2 separate regions of the Sus scrofa genome follow, and region 1 is linked to region 2. A link is a contact called in public promoter capture Hi-C data. All regions are on one chromosome and are shown on one strand. The core of a region is the stretch at or near the end of the contact, and the rest is flanking DNA. Distances in the headings are between cores, read along the strand shown. Region 1 holds the start of RBM33 (RNA-binding protein 33). Region 2 holds the start of LMBR1 (limb region 1 protein homolog).

The links. Promoter capture Hi-C pulls out the DNA fragments that hold promoters and counts their contacts.
Region 1: a promoter capture Hi-C map of liver shows a contact between it and region 2, with 7 times the contacts expected there. The contact joins the promoter of RBM33 here to the promoter of LMBR1 in region 2. A contact is called at or near these places in 1 of 5 promoter capture datasets (liver) and 1 of 2 datasets of contacts at active chromatin or transcription factors (alveolar macrophages).

What each region holds. Positions count from the first base shown.
Region 1 is chr18:2,673,487-2,678,898 of Sscrofa11.1, forward strand. RBM33 (RNA-binding protein 33) reads right to left here and starts at 2,718. Exons shown (of 20, transcript XM_021079037.1): 1 at 2,573-2,718. The coding sequence starts at 2,615.
Region 2 is chr18:1,792,597-1,798,053 of Sscrofa11.1, forward strand. It overlaps LMBR1 (limb region 1 protein homolog), which reads left to right and starts at 2,866. Exons shown (of 17, transcript XM_021079157.1): 1 at 2,866-3,150. The coding sequence starts at 3,085.

The DNA.
Region 1 (5,412 bases), core at 1,468-3,967, 880 kb after region 2:
AAAATAATAACGAAGAGATCAACCACCCAATTAAAAAAAGACAAATGATACAAACAGGCAAGTCACAGAAAAATAAATAAATATAATGCATGAAAAGATGTTTAATTTCAGTAGCAATCAGGAAAATATAAATCACAATATTGAGGCTATCTTCCTGCCTCAAGAGATTATCAAAAAGATTCTTAGAAGACTATGGGAAATGGAGTACATTCATACACTACTGATGGAGCGGGTAAAATGGTACCAACTTGAAGACAACTTGACAACAGCCACCACAACTTTAAATACATATAGCTTTCACCACCTTATTTCCACTTCTAGAGGAATCACGCCTTCAGAAATATTGGTTTAAGCACACCAAGAGGCGTCTGTAGTAAAAAAGAACATATAAGCCAAATGCCCATCAATACAAAAACAGCTAATCAATAAATGGTGGACCCATACTAACTCTCACCTATTACCACAGAAGAGACTGCCAGGACCTACTCTTCTTTTTTACTGTTTTTGTCTTTTTAGGGCTGCACCCATGGCATATATGGAAGCTCCCAGGCTAGGGGCTGAATCGGAGCTGCAGCTGCTGGCCTACACCACAACCACAGCAACTCAGGATCCGAGCCATGTCTGCGACCTACACCACAGCTCATGTCAACAACGGATCCTTAACCCACTGAGTGAGGCCTGGGATCGAACCTGCATCCTCACGGATGTTAGTCAGATTCATTTCCGCTGCACCACAACAGGAACTCCATGCCAAGACCTAATCCTACGTGAACAAAGCCAACTAAGGAATACGTGATTCCACCTTAAACCGTAAAAGGCCACACAGCTGTAAATGTGCAACTTACGTTTGCCAACAGGGTGCAAAGGGATTCAGAGAGAAAAGTTTTCACTTTCATTCACTCCTCAAATATTTGTTGAACATGCCAGGAACTTGGAATACAAGGAAGGTAAAACATGCAGCATTCCTGTCCTCAAGGGGCTTACAGACTACTTAACATAGTCTTGTTAAGAAGAGACGTTTTAAAAAAGGAAATAACCAAATAAAATTACAAACTGCCATAAATGTTCTGAAGAAACTAGGGTGCCACCGAACCAAGGAGAGGGAGGCACGAAAGGAAGAGATAGACACACGTGGGACAGAAGATCGGCCTGGCAAGGAGCTTGAAGGAGACCAGAGGGAGGGCAGGCTGACCAACAGCCTGGGGAGGCGGGGGGCCGAGCCTGCAGAACTCACGCGCCTCGGTGCCTCGAGTCTGCCTTTAGACTAAGAGCGATGGGAAACCAGGCACTAGGGAAAAATCACAAAGGATCAAGCCTACCTAACCCCCTAAAATAGCAATTCCCAAACTTTCTGGACTCAGATTTACTGAGGCCGCCAAAAAGCTTCTGTTTCTGTGGACTGCATTCACTGACATTTGCTTCCTTCGAAAGTAAAAATGAGAAACATGAAAACATAAGAACACATTCCCTCACCCGTCTACACGACAAAGCGTTCACGTGTCACACAGCCTCGGGAAAACTCCTCGATGCTCAGAGGGGTGAAACATGCAAATAACCTTAGCATTAATGAAACCAGTCCTGACCCAGGAGTTTCCAGACTATACTGTGACAAGGATACAAAACCACGACTTTGACCGCCAGAAAGCAACCAACTAAGAAAAGAACACATCTTTTCAAACTTTAACTGGAAAGCTTCAGCTCTAACACGCAAAAGTCATCTGACCAAAAAATAAATAAATAAATAAAAAGTCTACACCAAATCGTACTGCCAGGAGCGACATTGCTGCGTTTGGTCTCATTTTGCCAAAGCAGCGTCTCAAAGTCCTAGGCAGGACTATGGCAACGTGCTCATAAGCAAGCATCACTAAAAAAAAAAAAAAAATACACAAAAGGATGGTTACACGTCTCAATAACGAAAACAACCTCAAATGCTGTCGCGGTTCATACTTTCATCATCTAAGGGGCTCCTTCATCAAAGTTTTCGAACAGTCATACAAGTCACTTTCAAGTGGGTTTTTTTTCCCATTATTAAAAAAAAAAAAAAAAAAAAAAGCCCTCCATCCACAAAATGGGGTTCCAACCAAAAAGTGATTTTACCTGAAATGTGTTTTCACTAAGTACCCTCTCGAACTCATCTACGCTTGGACAACGAAGGAAACACCCAAAGGCACTGCACCGGTATCTAAACCTCTTCGGTCCGGTTCCCACGTCTGCAAGGTGCTGATAACCCAGCACTAGTGGGCTCGTACCCCACGACTGAGGAGCTCCCAGAGCACGAGAGCAGCTCGCGGAGACCGCTCTCTCAGAACCCGTCCTCGGTCTGGCCCGGTTGCGGCACCGGCCTGGAAACCTCCCGGAACCGTCGGGACCACCCTCCCGGGGCCACAGCTGCCCCCCACCCAGGCCGGCGCCCCGCCTCCGGTGGGCCTGGCGCTTGGCGACGCCAGGGCGGCGGGCACGCCGAGGCCCGACCCCCGCCCGCCTCTCAGGGGACCAGACCCCCGACGGCCAGGAGCGGCCCCCGGAACCCCCACCGCCACAGCCGCCTCCCGCGCGGCGCCGCCTCCCTTACCTCCGGCGCCGGCTCCTCCGCCCGCTCCCAGGGCGGTCGCCATGGTGTGCACTGGGCCCGGCCTTCAGCCTCGCCCCACCAAGCCAGCCGGGGCCCGGGGACGCGCAGGGAGGACGGGGGGCGGCGGGCCGGGGCGGCGGGCCGGGCCGGGGGCGCGGGGGGCGGCGCGGCCGGCGGGTCGCGGGCCCCTCCGGCCTGCTCCTCCGCAGGAAGAAAACAACAAACTATCGCAACATGGCCGCCGGCTCGGCCCGCCGCCGAGGTGCACGCCGGGATGATGGCGGCCGGGAGGCACCGGCGCGGGGCCTCCCCTGCAGGCCGCGGCGGCTCCGAGCCGCCTCCGAGGGACGCAGGCCGAGGGCGGAAGGCAAACACACCAGCGGCCGCCTCGTTCCGCTCCAGAAACCCCAATGTTTGAAGGGGGCGGGGGCGGCGGCCCGCCGTAGTTCGGCCCCGGGCTCTGTCGTGAGTCGCTTTGCAGCAGTTGGCGCCGAGCTTTACGGCCGGCGGAGGTCCCGTTGGAAGAGTGAGGGAGGAGATCCCGCGCCCGGTAATGGGGCCGGAGCTTGCTTTCTGTGTCTGGACTGTGCGGCGCGCGGCGGGGGGCGGAGTAAACTGCGCTGCGGGCTGACAGCGGGGACGAGCACGCCGTGGGGGTGGTGCCGGGCATGCGCACTGGGGGGTCTGCGGCGGAGGCAGGTGCGCTGAGCGGGTGCGGCCGGAACGGCCGCCGTAGCGACATGTGCGCGAGAGGTAGCGTTTGAGCCGCAAGACTTGTCCACAGCGGGATGCTAACAAGTGACCTTAAGGGAAGGGTCCTGGGAGATAAGAGTTGTAGAAGGCTGAGGGATGCTTGGGATCAGGCATCCGAAGGCGACTTCTGACTTGTTGGCAGTTGGGGACGGGGAAGACCGGTGCGGATGTAATGAGGCCTTTAAGAACACGCAAGCTGCAAAGGTTGCTTCAGTAACAATGAATGTAGGGCTTATGGGGAAAGGAAAGGGTGGAAAGAGAAGGCTGAGCAAAGACCTTGGCTCGGAGGTGTCAAAGGACTTCTTAGGATTCCAGAATTGCAAGTGGCACAGGGGAGCGCTGCACTGTTAGTGGAAAAGAATAATTTCAGGTGGAAAAGCCTCTGAAACACCTTAACTGAAGGAAGTAAAAATTTTCAGGAATGGGGTAAATCTGAATTGTGTGCCACCGGAAAGGATGCAGTAAGAAGAAACAGCATCGCTTCTGTGATAAAATCCTGTCACAGATACCTCACTGAGTCTAATCTCGAAAAAGTAAGGACCAAAAAAATGGGGGACATACCACAAAACAGTTGGCCTTTAATCTTCGAGTGTCAAAATTATGAAAGCCAAACCAGAGGACGTGTTTCAGACTGAAGAAGAAAAGGCATGACCGGAGTTCCTGTCGTGGGACATCGAAAAGGAAACTGACTAGGAACCATGAGGTTTTGGGTTCGATCCCTGGCCGGATTAAGGATCTGGTGTTGCCATGAGCTGTGGTGTAGGTCGCAGATGCAGCTCGGATCTGGCGTTGCTGTGGCTCTGGCGTAGGCTAGCAGCTACAGCTCCAATTAGACCCCTAGCCTGGGAACCTCCCTATGCTGTGGGTGCAGCCCTAAAAAGACAAAAAAAAAAAAAAAAAAGACATGACCACTGAATCCAATACATGATTCTGAACTGGATCCTTTCACTGTAATGAATGTTATTGAAACAACTTGCAAAAATCCAGAGTCTGAAGATAAGATGGGAGTAATACAGCAAAATTAACTTCCTTATTTTGATGATTGTAAGTGGTATGTCTTTGTAGAGAGTGCAGACTAAACTGTTACCACTCTCATACCACTTTCCCATGCCAGGCCAATAAACGGAGAGACAAGTCGTTGTATTCACCAAGCCAGCAGACCAAGAAGATCACGTCACAAAGAACCGCCTTCTTTTATACTAAAAGAGGAACGGTTGTGGTTGCTTGTTGCAAACTTCTTGGTACCAGAATCCTTTGTTCTTGAAGCTGTCCCCTGGGTCTGGTCACAGTCTTCCTATAAATCTCCACCAAGACAAACGCTACTCTCTATTCTGCAGCTTTTTTTTCTGCTACATGGATGGAGAAGTGTTAGACCTTTAAAGATCAGATCCTTGAGAATGGGCTGTCCTGCATATTTCAAGTTATAGGCAACATTCTTTTAGTGATTAACGTACAGTAAACTCAATAGAGTACAAAGGTTAAAGTAAAAAAAAAAAAAAATCCAATGTGGAGTCAGATTGGTTCTTTCCTTTTACACAAGTACTTGGGGTGACAGGGCATAAGTCATGAACTTATTCTCAAGTGGTTCAGAATAAAAGTGTTTTATTTTACTGTCTGTTGAACTTGGTAAGTTTTTATTGCTTCAAAACAAAGGAGCAAAGAGAAAATTGTTTTAAAATGTCATTGTTGGAGTTCCTGCCATGGCACAGTGGGTTAAGGATCTGGTGTTGCTGCAGCTGTGGCACAACTGTAGGTTGAAGCTATGGCTTGGATTTGATCCCTGCCTCGGGAACTTCTATATATTGTGGTTGCAATCAAAAAGAAAGGAGGAAGGAAGGAATTTGGGAGAGTGGAACGAGAATATCAGATTCATGACAAATTGGAGTTCCAAAATGTAGAGAATATAGAGAATGGAAAAGAGACATTAAAAAGATGATTCCTTTTAAGAACAGATGAAAGATATAAACCCACAAATACAGGAGGCATAAAAACATCAAGCAGGAAAAATAAATCCACACCTAGGCACATGTGGGGAAACTGAACAGCATCCACAAAGGAGACCTCAAAACAACCAGGACGCAACTGCC
Region 2 (5,457 bases), core at 1,616-4,115:
ATGGTGCAAAATTATTTCTTCCCGGAAGCCCAAGCAGCGCCCTGTCTAATATCTTGGAAAGCATAGCATGATGCCCAGGAGCACAAGCAGGTGAGGCCTCACAGCGTGGCTGGTGGTTAAATCACAGGAGGCCGGGTTCTCTGGGAGCCTCTCAAGAATCCACCCAGGCAGAGTCAGAAGGCTCCGAGTGTGGGGGTTGGCAGGGAAGACTTTGCAGAGATGGGAAGTTTTGGTGTGGACCTTGAAGAGTGGTGGCACGGAAAGTGAACTGGGGCAAAGAGGGCATGGAAAGGGTGAAAGTTCTTGGCCTTGGCAATGGAAGGACAGAGGAGGAAGCCAGGCTGCAGGAAAGGGCTCTTTAGGGAGTGAAGTGGGGAGAACAGGTGGAATGGGTGTGGGGGGGAATCCCCAAAAGTCAAAGTCTTAAACGCCGGTTAAGGAGTCTGATTTTATTCTTCAGTTAATGAGAATGCTGCATTGCAGTGCTTTCAGCAGAGGGTAACACCTGCCTTTTGTGGGATTCATGTTTTAGGGGGATGCATAGGAGAGAGTGTCAGCTGGGGTGACAGAGATAACTGGCCCATCCATTTCCGGTTTGGGCGAGACTTTTTACACAGTGACAGTTGGAGGGTGCCCAGGGGCCACAAGAAGGGGCAAGCCTTAAGGCACAAGCACCTCTCAATAGCTTCCTATTTTATTTCATTTTATTTTTCTTTTTACGGCCACACCTGCGGCATATGGAAGTTCACTGGTTGGGGTCAAACGGGAGCTGCAGCTGCTGGCTTACACCAGCAGCAACACTGGATCTGAGCCATTCGTCTGTGACCAGCTTTCAGCAACGATGGATCCTTAACCTGCTGAGTGAGGCCAGGGATCAAACCTGCATCCTCACGGAGACTATGGAGACTGCTGGGTTCTTAACCCGATGAACCACAGCAGCAGCTCCGCTTCCTGTCTTATAAGATCCCTTTAGCCAGAGCAATTTACATGTGCAAGGCCCAGAGTCAAGTGGGGGAAACAGGGTCCACTCCTTGCTGGGAGATCAGGCAAAGCCACAAGGCAAAGGGGGGAGTGTGCGGGGAAGAGCTTGTGGCCACTTTGAGGTCTACCACCCTGAGCTGAGCACTGAGGTACCAAAGACAGGGAAAAACTAGATCAAAGCGGGGGTGAACGTCTATACACAGCTGCATAAGAAAATTAAAAGGTCCAGAGAGCTGGAGTGTTGAGTTAGAAAGATGAGCAATGCCATATGCTTCCACTTTCTGGAACACAGGCATAAGGTCACACATCTTAAAATCAGATCCGATCGCCCCCTGATTTGCGAGATGACCCTGAAATTATCCAGGTCTTCGTGTCATTCAGGAAGTTACCCAGCTCCCAGAAACTGAATGTTCCGAAAAAAAGGTGCTTCTTTGTCTTTTCCTGGTTCTTTAGGGCTCTGAGACATCTAAAAAATAAAGACGAACACTGAATTTAACCAGGGGGAAGTTACTCCTGGTTTCTTATCAGCCTATGGTAGCAAGAGTACTAGTAGGCTCAGAACAAGCCTCATATTCTCCACGACCTCACTACCGACATTTTCTGGCATAAGGCATCAGAGGCACAGTTTTGGGGGGGCCTGTAAGCTTTTCATGGCTCATTAAAAAAGTTGGATTCTTGGAGGTCCCATTGTGGCACAGTGGAAATGAATCCGACTAGGAACCATGAGGTTACCGGTTCGATCCCTGGCCTTGCTCAGTGGGTTAAGGATCCAGCATTGCCCTGAGCTGTGGTGTAGACCAGCAGCTGTAGTTCCGATGAGACCCCTGGCCTGGGAACCTCCATATGCCGCAGGTGTGGCCCTAAAAAGACAAAAGCCAAAAAAAAAAAAAAAAAGTTGGATTCTTGAAAAAAATTTCAAAATCACAAAAATATACTTCAAAATCTAAATTAATATCTATTATAAAAATTTGAAAGCAATTTGTAGATTTTCTCACTTTCCAAGAATTCTCAGAGATGCCACAAAATCACAGCCTGCAGTAATTTAAGTGACTTTTTTTTTTTAGCTATGCTGGGGGCATGTGGAAGTTTCCGGGCCAGGGGTCGAACCTGCTCCACAGCAGTGACAATGCAGGATCCTTAACCCCAGGCCACCAGGGAACTCCTAAGTGACTTATTGCTTAAAAAAAAATCCGAAGGTAATATGATAAATACGCCTTCAAGTTCATTTTTATCGCAAAAAACCCAAACAATAAAAGATACTTAATGCAGAATGGGGATGAATCACCGTTTGGTGGCCCCCCAAGTGAACCTTCGGTGTAGGGTCTCAGCAGGGTCGCCCCGATCGCCCTGGATTTGGCAAGGACCTCACATTCCGAGCTATCTGCGTTTTCCAGGTGGGCAAGCCCAAGACCTTGGCAGCTCAAGGCCCTTATCGGACCCAGAGAAGCCAGGTTTCCGCGGTTTCCGCCCAAAGCGCGTCCTGAACCTCTGGTTTCCGACCTTCACTTTGGCAGAGGGAACGTTTCCGTGGGAGACCTCCTGCCGGACTCCGCCAAGTGCTCTGCAGCGGGGCTGGCGCTGGGCGAGGGCCGACTGCAGCTGCGGTAAAGGATAACTCCTATTGAACCCGTGCGCTGGCGCGCCAACCTCCGTTATTTCACCCTCGCAGTAGAGTCAAGGGGCGCTGCAACCCGGCCCTAACACCTAGCCCTTCTCTGGGCCTCCCGACAGCAATCCCTCCGGCGCAAGCCCGCCTCCCTGGGGGCGTGACCAATGGCCCGTAGCCACGCCCACACCCCGCCCCTCGGCCTCAGGCCCTTGGGCCCCTCAGGCGCGGCGGCGCGCTCCTCTGACGCGCGGCGCCTTCTTCTGACGTCAAGCCCCGCCCCGGCCCCGCCCCGGTCCGCGCGGTGCCCGCCCTCAGCAGTCCGAGCGGCTTCTCCTGAGGCGGCGGCTGAGGTAGCGGCTGGGGTCGTGGTCGCGGTCCCCGAAGCGGCCGTCGGTCCGCCCGCTCCGGCGCGGCCGTCCAGCCCCTCGGGCCGGCGGGCGATGGTGCGGCGGAGCGCGCGGACGCGGGCGACGCGGCGGCGGGCATGAAGGAGGATGGAAGGGCAGGACGAGGTGTCGGCGCGGGAGCAGCACTTCCACAGCCAAGTGCGGGAGTCCACGGTGAGCGCCCCCCGCGCGGCCCCCTGCGTCCCTCCCCGTCCCCCGGCGGCGGCCTCCCCAGGGCCACCTCCCCGCCCCCGGCTCCGCCCCCGCCCCGCGCCCACCTGCCCTCCATCCACTCACCTGTCTCCCCCCCGCCCCCCGCCGGGAGCGCTTCGGGGCCACCTGCGCCCCCTCATCCGGTGTTCTTCCGGGCGAGGTGGCGGCGTCCGCCCTCCCGGCGGTGGACGACCCGGGGCCCGCGCCCACGCTCCGTGGCCTGGCGCGCGCGCGGCCGGCTCCGTGGGCAGGTGTGCGGGCGGGCCCCTCGCTGGCGCGGTGAGGGCGGCATCCGCAGGGCGGCTGGGTGGCTCGCCCGGGTTTGCACACTCCGTCCCGCCCTCGCCCGTCGCCCTCCTCCCTGCTGGTGCCGAACCCAAACCTTCCGTCTCGGCGTGGAGGCTGGCGGCTGATGGGACTGCGGGCTGAGCGACCGTCCTTTGTGCTGGAAGCAGCTGCTTGAGGAAGTCATCCTTCCTCGGTCCCCTCTCTCCTGCGTTGCTGGCAGGGGTCAGGAAGCAGGGCTTGGCTTTGGAAATCTGCTTTGACGTTTTTACCTTTTCGTGATGCACCGGGACACATTATGGCTGTGCTTATTTGTGTTTTCGTAACAATGAAAAACATAAACTGTATGTATTTGTATTTACCTCTCCCCTCTTCCAATTTCTGTCAAATCCAGTCACTCTCTTGGTTTTTGGTGAAAAACTTCTGGTTGGGAATTTCCTGGTTTGTGTAGTTATTGATCTTGAAAATTGAGAGTCACTTTGCCAAGTCATACCTTGGAGTCAAGAGATACAGAGTCTGAACTGGTAGCATTTGATACAGCAGATTTAGTTTAATTTTTTATTTGGAGCTAAAATAAAGAAGTACGTAATCATACATCTTCAGCTTGAAGCATTTCAAACCAAACACCCCTGTGTAATCCTGAACACTGAGAAACAGAGTGTCACTAGCATCCCGTCCCTTTTCCTGGTCCAGTTGCTCTCCACTCCATCAAGAGTAACCACTGTCCTGGCTTTAATAGTTGAGCTTGGAGTTCCCGTTGTGGCTCAGTGGAAACAAATTTGAATAGTAACCATGAGGATGCAGGTTGGATCCCTGGTCTCACCCAGTGGGTTAAGGATCCTGTGTTGCCGTGAGCTGTGGTGTAGGTCTCAGATGCAGCTCATATCCCGAACGGCTGTGGCTGTGGTGTAGGCCGGCAGCTACAGCTCGGATTTGACCCCTAGCCTGGGAACTTCCATATGCTGCAGGTGCAGCCCTAAAAAAAGAAAAAAAAAAAATAGATGAGCTTATCTTTGAACTTTTATATAAATGGAACCTTACAGGAGCGCGCTCGTTTAGGTCTGATTTCTTTCACTTAGCAATGTTGGTGAAATTCCTCTATGTTGTCTATGGTTATAGTTCATTCTCAGTGATGTAGCTGTATGACTAGCACAGTTTGTTTTTATTTTACGGTTGATGTTCACTTCAGTAGTTTTCAGGTTTGGCCTATATTTTTGTACATGTGTTTTGGTGAACTTGTGTATACATTTCTGTTAGGTCTGTACCTAGAGATGGGAGCTCTAGGTTATAGGTTGTTTGTTCATCTTTGTAGATACTTTTATTTATTTATTTTAAAGTATCACTGACCTCAACTTTATTATAATTATTTTTCCAGTGGTCCCACCTGTGGCATATGGAAGTTCCCTGGCCAGGGACCAAACCCTTGCCTCTGCAGCAACTCGAGCTGCTGCCATCAGATTCTTAACCCACTGTGCCACAGAGAGCACTTCTGTAGATACTTTTAAACAGTTTGCCACAGTATGTGGTACCAATTTACACTTCCACCAGCTCTGTAGGAAAGGTGTGATTTGCTTCCCAGCTGTACCATACTTAGTGTTTTCTGGTTTTTTTTTTTAATTTTTAATTTTAGCCATTATAGTAAGTGTGTCATGGTGTTTAATCCACAGAAGATGTTATTTACATTTCCCTGATGATAATGAATTTGAACATATATATTTGTCATATATGTTTATTGGTCATTTGGAAACCTTGTGTGAAGAGTCTTCAAGTCTTTTTCCCATTTATAAACCTGTTCATCTTTTTAGTATTGACTTGCAGTAGTTCTTTATGCTTTCCGGACTTGACACTCTGGTCATATATCTATGGTTCTATGTATACATATAAATATCTATGAACTTTTTTCATTCTGTGGATGCCTCTGTGCTGTTCCACTTGTCTGTTTGTTTTTGGCTTTAAGTTAATCAGATGTTCTATCATTTGGAT